Regions from separate parts of the Mus musculus genome. Here regions 1 and 2 are each linked to region 3. The links are chromatin contacts, called in public Hi-C maps. All regions are on one chromosome and are shown on one strand. Each heading gives the region's core, a stretch centred on a gene start, on an enhancer-like site or on the middle of the called end of the contact. The rest is flanking DNA. Distances are from core to core; before and after follow the strand shown. Region 1 overlaps Gm40419 (a long non-coding RNA gene). Region 2 holds the start of 3110039M20Rik (RIKEN cDNA 3110039M20 gene). Region 3 has its middle 250 kb from the start of Gm25015.

Evidence for each region. Hi-C and Micro-C count contacts between places; a contact is called where the count stands out from the background.
Region 1: a contact with region 3 is called in a Hi-C map of cerebral cortex, with 2.2 times the contacts expected there. The contact joins two enhancer-like sites. A contact is called at or near these places in 1 of 39 promoter capture datasets (hippocampal neurons), 3 of 484 Hi-C or Micro-C datasets (cerebral cortex and neural progenitor cells) and 3 of 115 datasets of contacts at active chromatin or transcription factors (astrocytes and embryonic forebrain).
Region 2: a contact with region 3 is called in a Hi-C map of cerebral cortex, with 3 times the contacts expected there. The contact joins the promoter of 3110039M20Rik here to the enhancer-like site in region 3. A contact is called at or near these places in 3 of 39 promoter capture datasets (the 3T3-L1 cell line, hippocampal neurons and stem cell-derived epiblast-like cells), 9 of 484 Hi-C or Micro-C datasets (cerebral cortex, cortical glia, cortical neurons and 5 more), 7 of 115 datasets of contacts at active chromatin or transcription factors (astrocytes, craniofacial prominence, embryonic forebrain and 3 more) and 2 of 9 other capture datasets (embryonic stem cells and pancreatic islet).

What each region holds. Positions count from the first base shown.
Region 1 is chr12:50,110,446-50,113,588 of GRCm38.p6, forward strand. Gm40419 (a long non-coding RNA gene) reads right to left here. Exons shown (of 3, transcript XR_872736.2): 2 at 1,836-1,918. Among named protein-coding and RNA genes, the nearest start is that of Gm40418, 8.3 kb to the right of the region's middle. Within about 2 kb of position 1,681, at least 27 of the 459 cell types and tissues checked have an H3K27ac peak or open chromatin away from gene starts, as enhancers often do. A contact at or near this core is called in cerebral cortex, where this site is marked.
Region 2 is chr12:49,387,897-49,391,113 of GRCm38.p6, forward strand. 3110039M20Rik (RIKEN cDNA 3110039M20 gene) reads left to right here and starts at 1,756. Exons shown (of 3, transcript NR_026733.1): 1 at 1,756-2,043; 2 at 2,507-2,574.
Region 3 is chr12:49,830,791-49,834,351 of GRCm38.p6, forward strand. No RefSeq gene overlaps it. Among named protein-coding and RNA genes, the nearest start is that of Gm25015, 250 kb to the left of the region's middle. Within about 2 kb of position 1,856, at least 6 of the 459 cell types and tissues checked have an H3K27ac peak or open chromatin away from gene starts, as enhancers often do. A contact at or near this core is called in cerebral cortex, where this site is marked.

The sequences.
Region 1 (3,143 bases), core at 431-2,930, 280 kb after region 3:
GCAAAGCTGAGAAAAAAATAGAGTTAGTTTCTTTACGGTCTCCTCTATATTTTATGTTGCTAAGCCTGAAACGCACGCTCCTCACACACTTCTCAGTCCTCCCCTTTCTTTGACTATATCCTCCAAGATTATAAATCTTCAGCCTTTCTTTAATCATCTCTATAGACATGCTGTCAACACACACTGTTCTCAACATCATTTCCATAGTAGTGTAATTAAATGTCTCATTCTCTAATTCCCTAACGCCAAACCATGACTACTATTCAGTTATTGTACCTAGATTGGAAAACTTACTGTTGTGGTTTTAGTGAATTGTAATAAATGCGTTAGATCTAATAAATTCATTGTTTATAAATTATTATAATGTTAGTTGAATATTTTCTAGTCTTGCACAAATCTTAAATATAAAAATGACTAAATTATATATTTTTATTTTAAAATATCCATTAGTACTATTAGCCTCATTGTTATTTAAGCCTTGACTGCTTTTATCATTTCCTAAAAGTTTCATAGGGCACAAGAAGGAATAAGATCTTGGAAATCCATTGTAAGGCACTTATAACCACTTACGCATTGGTTACCGAAAGTGTTTCATAGAACAAATAATAAATAACGTTATTTGCTTCTGGCAGAGTGGGTTCATGATTCCATAATGTCTGGGGAATGAAGGACGTTCTTGTCCATATGATGGAGGCAGCAATACTACAATTGTCTGATGTCACCCTTAAATAATACATTCAAAACACACACACATACACACACACACACACACACACACACACACACACACACACATACACATACAAACATACACACACATTTTGGGTTTATACTAATTTTTTCTCTAGCGAGTTTTGATTGTGAAGAAAATCAAGCTAAGCTAGCTTTGAGCAAGATTTTTATGAGTGTTTGGTTCTGTATAGAGTTCACAAAAGGCCCAATCTTTGTGCCTACCACTTTATTTCATTACGGTGGCATTAATTACTAAGCAAGATGCCAAGTAATTGGCAAGGGAATGCTCCGTGCTTATTTATCTGGTACCTTTATCCTATGCTCCTGGCTTCTCTCCTTTACTGCACTTTTACAATAGATTACCAGGATAGGAACATAAAGAGCACAGAGTCTTTCCTTTGCACTTTTATAACTCAACTTACCTTGAATTCTTTGCCTAATTTCAAACCATACCAATCAGAAAGGATTTGCACTAAACTAACATGTTAGTCACCACCACATATACAAGGATCTAAAGTCTAAAACAAGAAAAGACTACAGACTTCTAAAAGCAAGTTATTTACCTCGCCAAACATTCCCAATTCATTCTTGTACCTATGGATTCATTACTTCTTGGAAGCTCTGTGGGAGCCTGCCATAAAGACCGAACACATCAAGCAAACATCCTGAAGTCTCAACACTAGGGGCATCTCAAAAAACATACCAGGATGTATTTTTCTCAATTTCTTTTTATTTGCCCCCAGCTATTATCAATTGCTACGGTTTTATCTCTATGTTGATCATGACAAAAGATATGTTTTTCATAAAATAACACATTTGGACATAATAACGAGAACCTTGGTTTCTATCTTCACGTTGCGGAATAGCACGACTCGTGCTGTATAGTCGCAGTTGGCTGTCCAAGGACCCTGATGCCAAATTGCTGAGGATATTCTTGTCGCTATGACAAATTGCTTGCTGGTGGGCTGTGCAGAGTGTTGTTCTGGCAGCATCGGAGTTGTCTACGTGTCTGTCACTTGGTTAGGCTGCTTCAATCTTAGGTGATTCCACCCCACTCCCCACCCCCTTTCCGGTTTCCTCAATACATTTTTTTTCAAACTTACCTTTGCTTCTCAGTGAATGGGGACTTTAACAGTCACTCGTAATGAGCCTATAGAAATGCCTTCCAAGCTCTCGGCACAGGTATCTGTAGGGTGAGAGAAGGATTTTTTTCACAGTACCATGCTTGTTTTCCATACAAACCTACAGGCTGCCATTACAGCCACCCACATTCCGGTTGGCAACACACTCATGCTCTGAGAGCTTTAATGAATCCAGACAAAATTGAACAGCACTTCTGACACGCCGGAAAACGGTGCATTTTAATGATATGTTGCAGGGTGATTTATTTCTTTAATCTGTAAAATATTAATGGGCAATATTTTTATTAACAGTTCGTTAAAAAAAGATTACCCTGCATTTTATCTGATTTTTTTGAAAACTAAAGATATTGCTTTGCAAACTTCTTATATGAAGTGTTCCTTACTAAGAGGACTTTAAAAAAATTACATAAAAAATGTAAATAAGTAGGCAATAGTCAGTAAACAAATTGGCCTGGAAACCACCTAAAGGCAATCCCAGTCATGTCTGTTGACTACCTAGGAAAGCATATAATTTAATGCTTCCAGATAATTTGAGGACAAAAATCTAACCAACTGACAGTTTTAGATAAATAATAAACAGTACTCCTATTTCATTACCGAGTTTTTAATTAAGTACAAATGTAAAGAGCTCTTAAGAACCATAAGGGATTGAGTATTTTTAAATTGTTTTCAAAAACTAAAAAGGACATGGCAAAAACGTTTTTGGTTTTTTTTTGGTTTTTTTTTTTTTAAAGCAGATATTTTTCTTAGTCCACAGAATGATAGTGAGGCTTCTCTCTGAGACATATTCTATAGTGTTGGTTTGTTATTTAAGAGTCTAGCATGTGTAAAAAAAAAACAGCTAATGGAGCTTTTCACAAAAGATAATATACATTGGAATAAAAGGAAATGAACAGGCTTTTAATCTTATGTGGAAAAATGTTTGTTTTTACTGCTTTTGAATATAAATGTACTCATTGCTCTTCTTGTTCAAACTGTAGCCCTGAATTAAGTGGACTTTAAAGCTCTTCTAAATACATTAAAGATATGAGATTTGTTTTCAAAGAACTATATTTATATTTCCGAATGTGGGGAGGCGGGAGGTGCTGGGATGTGGAGAGAATAAAAGCTATTTTAACAGCTCAACTCTCAGGGATAGAGGTGAAAATTTCAGGACAAGGTGAAGCTTGAATTATTTTTTTTTCATGCCTATTGATAGAATTTGTCAACTCTCTGGACTGCATGGGTATTTCCAAAGTGAAATGTATCAAATTATCTTTCCCTGATGTG
Region 2 (3,217 bases), core at 506-3,005, 440 kb before region 3:
GTTGTTCATTTGTTACATTTGTATAGTCTGAAATGTGTTCTGCAGTAATGCAATAAGCTGGCCACTTTTTACAATGGGTCCAGTGAAAAATAATCTGTCCCTAAGATGTTATCAGCAAACACTTAGAGAGTTGCTCAGGGGAAGAGGGGCAGTGAACCCAGTAGAGAAGCAGGTTGGCTAAAATTGATTTTAAATTTAGAATAGCTGATGTTGGGAAATGGGGATGGCTGGGTTGTGAATTGGAGAAAGGAAGAAGGGAGAAGGGGAGAAAGCGGGGAAGAGGGGAGAGAGATCTTATGAAATTTTAAAAAGCTGGAATCAAATTGAACAGAGAGAGATGGGCAAAATAGACTAGTTTGATTATCTCCATCTTAATGTGAGAATAGATTTTGCTTAGATATAAGTCTTTTTTTTTAATCTAACAGTTTTTTAAAAGTGAATCACACACACACACACACACAGACACACACACACAAGTAAGGGGGGAGGCAGGGAATGTGGGCTTAGGCAAAGAAATCTTCATTGCATAGCTGAGAGACAAACAGGGAAAGGCCTACATTTAGATTGGAGGAAAAATAGGATGACTATTGCTTGCTTCTGCTATGGGCTTTATTTATGGAATAAGTATGTACTACCACGGAGGAAACACAGTATTAACTATCAAAAGTTGAAAGGAAAGCTGAATTCACATAGTAAAACTAATAGATCTAGATATTTAAGAAACATTTCGTTGGTGAGTGTTTGCTCTCTGGACAGCATAAATGAACACTCCATACTTATTTATAATTTTATAAAATGTTTATTTAAAATATAGAGAAATATAATTTCAATGGCAATATTTTTTGTACTTTCAAGTCCATAATGAAGTTGACTTTTTGTATTTATGGAACTAGATATTGGAGTACAAGTGTGCTTTAGCCCATGTCTAATTTACTAATATAGACGATGTGATTGGAAGTTTGTTTATTAGGCTTCCTAGACATAAGCAAGAATGAGTGTATATATATATATATATATATATAATTTGGTAGAGGCCTTTTTGAAGCCCAGTCTATGAACATATTTTATTTCATTAATTTTTATATGATTGACCCTCCCTCAGGATATCCTCTTTTAAAAATGACAATTTGCTATAGTATTGATACATTTAATTTTGCTTCAGACCTGTTACAGTGTTTTACTGTGTATTGTCACCAACTTTTTGCTGATTGCAGTAAGTTCAGTGCAGACAAACACTTCTAAAACTCTTTGGAGATTATTTTTGCGTAGACTTATATTGCTTAAAATGAAGTAAAGACTGACCTTTTTGAAAATGATCACGATTTAAAAATTAAAACTCCAAATTGTAATATTACAGATTTAGTATTTCAATTGACATAATTGGAAGTTAATGAAACTGTTAGTACATAAACACAAGGAAATGATTTAAAATGCAACAGACAGGGAATTTCTTCCAAATATTTTTTTCTGTAATTGCAATACTGGAAATCAAGTTAGTCTAAAACTGTTCTGTACAAGTGTCCTGATGATAGTGAAGGTAGTCTTCCCGTGTCTTCTATGGCTGGAATCATAGCAAGAGCAGAAAGGAAAAAAAATCTGTCCTGAAGTGTATTGATTATAATATGTATTCAAGTTGGTACATATTTCACCCCAAAGAGATGGGCACATAAAATATATTAGAAGTCTATATAAAATTTTGATTTTTACAACATGTATTTTCTACTTTGTCATTGAGGATTTTGCATGCATTGAAATAATTTTAATTTTGATAAATTAATTTTGTGAGTAGCTAATATAGTTGGTTCTTTTTAAGGCTAAAAGCCTGTTGGAGAATTAGGTTAACAAACGGTGACGGTGAAGATCATTGCAGGTTTCAGTGCTGGCTGAGATGGGTTGCTGAGGTTGTGTAACTGTGTCTAGAGGGGCGGGGTTCCTGTACATTCCTACTTCAGCAGATAACCCTGTCCCCAGCCATACTCCAGCTTCTCCCAGACAGACGGAAATCTCCAGAGGAAAATCTGCACAGCCCTTCTAAGAAGCAGGGTAGGTAAACATTGAGTTTTAAAATTTCCCCTCATTATACTTCTACTCAAGGCCGGATCCTGAAGTTACAAAAAGAGTAGTGGTCATCTAAATTCTCTTTAGCAACAATATGACTGAGTTCTTCCTACTGTAAGAGTTAAAGGGTGTTAGCGATCTTCCAGATAGCTGGAAAATCCATTTTCGATTTTTCTTTTGCTTCCAATTTCCCTCTTTTCTCTCACCCCAATTGCCCTGCTTTACCATTCCTCCAGGAACTCCTCCCCTAAGCTCCAATAGTTAAAACCAAGCTATCTTTTAGTTTCCAGCTCCTAAATTGGCCCTTTCCCCCACTCAGTTCTTGAAGACTTTGTCCAGGAAATGTAGGCCCAGGGGCGCTGGGCTGCGGAATATATGACGTAGTGTTATGTTTTGTCTTCCTCCCTCCCTCCCGATTTGGTGCCCCCACCCCACCCCCCAATCCAAGGTTCTGCTCGATGTTATCGGAAGGCTGCTGAGGACTTGAGAACTGTGAACACTCTCACCAGGAGATCGGTAAGTGAAAGTCTCCCTGCCGCACGTGGTGGTGGGTGGTTAGCGTGTCCCACAGGCTACTGTGGATGTACCCTTAAATCTAGACTCTTGGAGGCTTAAGTGTTCTTTTTTCCCACTTGGAAATTGTTCCAAGCGAGTAGATTCTCACAGCCATAGGTGGATGAATGCGTGATTTGTCCACGTGGGCAGAAATCATGGTGGCTGCCTAGGTAAAGAGGATTTAGATATTTCAAAGAAGGAAAAAAAGAAGATAAATTTATATGGAGAAGGCAATGGGATACTCTAGTATGTACAGAAGTGTAAGGTATTTCGTTTAATGGAGAAATTTCTGAATTTCATGGCTGCTTCAGAGAACAAGGAAATTTAATGTTCAAACCTGGGATCGTTGGCATAAAGACTTTTTTTTAATATCATTAAGAACCAATCTCTCTCTCTCTCTCTCTCTCTCTCTCTCTCTCTCTCTCTCTCTCTCTCTCTCTCTCTCTCCCTCTCTCTCTCTCTCATGCTTTCTTTTCTACTTTCACACTGGCATTGCCAGCCTCACCCAGTGCGGGCCCTCTTTCCTCAGTTCCTTTGGCTGCGACAAGCTATGGTCTCTACAGGACTAAGCGGATCTGGTGCAGGTCGAGTTCAGAGCCACTTG
Region 3 (3,561 bases), core at 606-3,105:
CAGCAGGCTTTGGATCCTGGTCCAGGCTCCAGACTGTCTCAAAATCTAAACAGAATCTTAAAATCTGTTCCTGCCTCAACCAGAACTCGCTGTATTTCCTTTGCCTCCTGCCACCGCTCAGTTGGATGGACACCAAGTATAGACAACTTCAGCCGAAAAGGAACATTTTAAGGGAGTTATGAGCCAGATTCAATTATAAATAGGGATCATCTGTGAAATAATGTTATTATCGTATACTTTGCACACAACTTTAACAATGAGAGTGTAAGCTCTCTATGCAAATGGACTTGGTTTGAAGGCCACTCTTGTCATAGTGCCTTTATTTTACTATCTGTAAAATGGAGAAAATAATCAGCTTGCATCCCAGAGCTACTGAAATCATCTAAAGAGATAATTTGCACACAGTGCTATGCGTCATGTCTTCCTTTGAATGCACATGAAGTCAGTCCTAATTATTGCCATAGTGACTTCAAATAATAGTTGCATTTAAAATGTGTTTCAACAGCAGAATAAAACCAGTGGTTACCACTAACTCTGCTGTATAAGAACTTTGCCCTTGCTGGGTGGTGGTGGTACACGCCTTTAATCCCAGCACTTGGGAGGCAGAGGCAGGCAAATTTCTGAGTCCGGGGCCAGCCTGGTCTACAAAGTGAGTTCCAGGACAGTCAGGGCTACACAGAGAAACCCTGTCTTGGGGGAAAAAAAGAAAAGAAAGAACTTTGCCCTCACCTGTTCACCCAAAGGGGAAAGCCACACATGAAAATGGAGATGATGGTTACTTTAGCAAGAATGCTCTGAGAAACGGGCAAAAATGAGATATTTGTTATTAAACTCCAGTTCCATGATGAGAAGATGCTATGAACAGAAGTTGATTCTAAAAGCACATTTTGATCACTTAAAAATGCTAATTATTGATGATTCTTCATGTTGTCACAAGGTAGGCCAATGCCCTGATGTAGAAATAGATTTTTTTTTTTACACAGAATCCATTGATTTAATCCATAAATCATTCCCTTTCTTCCCCTCCCCCCAAAATAGATTTAGAACTGACAGTGCTTTCTCTTCTAAAGTATAAAGGATAATTTCCTTCTGATCGTAGAGATGATGAAACAAAAATATAAAATACAGTGCTCTCCTAACAGGGATTGGGATTTCCATTGCACCTCCCCACATCCTCTCAAATTAAAGTTTGAAAAGCAGAGCTCAGAAATAAACTGACAAGCACCATGTTCCGTTCCTTCCATTTCCAGTAAGGAAGCACCAATTTGATTCCTACCATAACAATTTTTGCTGTTGCCAATGCATCATTTATAAAAAAAAAAAAAAAAAACCAACAACACAGCTTCTCAAGTGATAGAAATCATCCCATCACTTTGTTTCATAAAATTGACACCCAGGGGAAATGCAAACTGTAGTCAGAACTCCAGTAAAGCTGTTCTCCCAAGCCCTGTGAGGTATTCCAGAAGTCTCTCCCTCATAAGCTAATGTCAAGCCCCAACTGCTTGTTCTTTTCTCCTTCTCTCACAGGCTGCAATATCCCTCGGCTTTCCACAGCACAGGACTTGGTGTTTTCTGAAAGTGTTACTCCTCCATCGGATTTGACTGTGGGCTAATTTGAATGCAGTGACAAAGAAAAAAAAAAAGAAACTGTTGAAATTATTTCACACGGAGAGCAATAAACATATGGAATAAATTACTACTAAAGAGGACTCAGAGAGTTTCAGAAACACCTGGATTTGTTTCTGGGGGCTGTGGGTTGGTGACCCAGGGTGAGAAGGCTGGGGTGAGGCAAAAAAATGCAGGTAGCAGTAGGAAGCTTGGACTTCCAGCCAAGTGGCACCTCCTGCATTTGTGGGGAACAGCACAGAGACACTAATCTATTTAAGGCAAGGTTCTCAAACATGCTGAGGGCTAGGCAGACTAAGTCACAGGAGCTGCCTTGCTAGCAGTGGGAGTGTGTGTGTGTGTGTGTGTGTGTGTGTGTGTGTGTGACAGAGAGAGAGATAGAAAGAGAGAGACAGAAAGAGACAGAGAGACAGAGACAGAGAGAGAGAGAGAGAGAGAGAGAGAGAGAGAGAGAGAGAGAGAGAGAGAGAGGATGAAAGTGGCCTCTGGCCTTGTCAAAACAAAACAAAACAAAACAAGAAAGATACTCAATATCAACAGAGTAGGTCTGAATTTGCAGAAACTACATTCAACAGTGGCAGGGGATCTGGCTCAGATCTAACATTTGACCCACAAAGATCACCTCTATGACATCTGTACTCCCTACTCTTAAGAACACATCTGAGTCTTCATCAGATTGTCTATGAGAGTGTTGCAAGTCATACCCATCACTATGCAGGCTTGGAGCAGAGGCCATCTTTTCTGATGCATCTCAGCTGATATCTGCTGAGTCTCCCTCTGAGGGCCCTAGCCTAGGTACCACTTCATCCTATGTTACTCATTGTCAGCTGGACACTGCATAGAACGCCAAGGTCCTGGCTCATGATTGGTACTTATAAACTCTATTTTGTCTTACTTTAGTCAAGAAGGATTTGAAATACTTGCAAAAATAACAGCTAACTTTATTGAGCTGCAGCTTGTGCCAGGCACTGGTCCAACTGTGCTGTATGTCTTAAATTGTTTAATCCTTATGACAGTACTGGGATGTGTAAGCTTGTGGTTTAGGTACTAATGTTATCTCTATTTTGCAAGTGGAGGACATGGATATGGGGAGATGTCTGACTAGCTTGACTAAGGTTACCCAGCTCATGAAGGGCTAGGGTAACCTGAGACTGATCTCAACTAACTAGCTTCAAACAGCAGTCCAATCATAACTCTAAGTAAGTGCCTAACAGCAAAGAAACTAATATAAACATTGAGAAAACATTAGTCAAGGTTACAAAGTGGAGGTATGTAATGGGCTAATTAAAAATGCACGCTATAAGCATACAAAATTTGTTCTGTTTGGGGGATTTAATAAGATATAAACGTGATTTCTTAAGTAATTCAATTCTTAGACAAAAGCAAATGGCTTTACTCATGGATATGCCACATAGCAGAACTTGTTTCTCCTCTGGAGAAACAACATTTATTAAATGTTTACTAAATTAACCTAGAGGACAACATTTATTAAATCATCTCTCTAGTCCTCTGAATTGATAATCTCCCCAAATGGCAGGGATGAAGACAGGAAAGCAGATAGCAGACAGGACAAATGTCTTGTAAAAATGTACATGACACTCCAAAATGGTGTACACTGGCTTTATACATGTAAGTGGGCTGCACACATCCATCCATTCAACTTAGAACCAGGGAGTCCACTGTATACCAAGGGTCATGCCAGGACCAGAGACCCAGGGATGAGCAAACAAGGAAGAGGATTTGCCCGTAAGAGACATACTTAGGTTTTGAGTAACGAGACAAGCAGTGGACAAGGCTAAGTGGTGATAAGAGATATAGGTGAACACCAGGCAGATGGAGAGTGTGAAGACTAACCCAGGGTAAAGGAGCCTCTCTCTCAAAAAACAAGGTGAGAAATCGCCTCTTTGAGGAGGGGCAATGAAACAGAAAGGAATC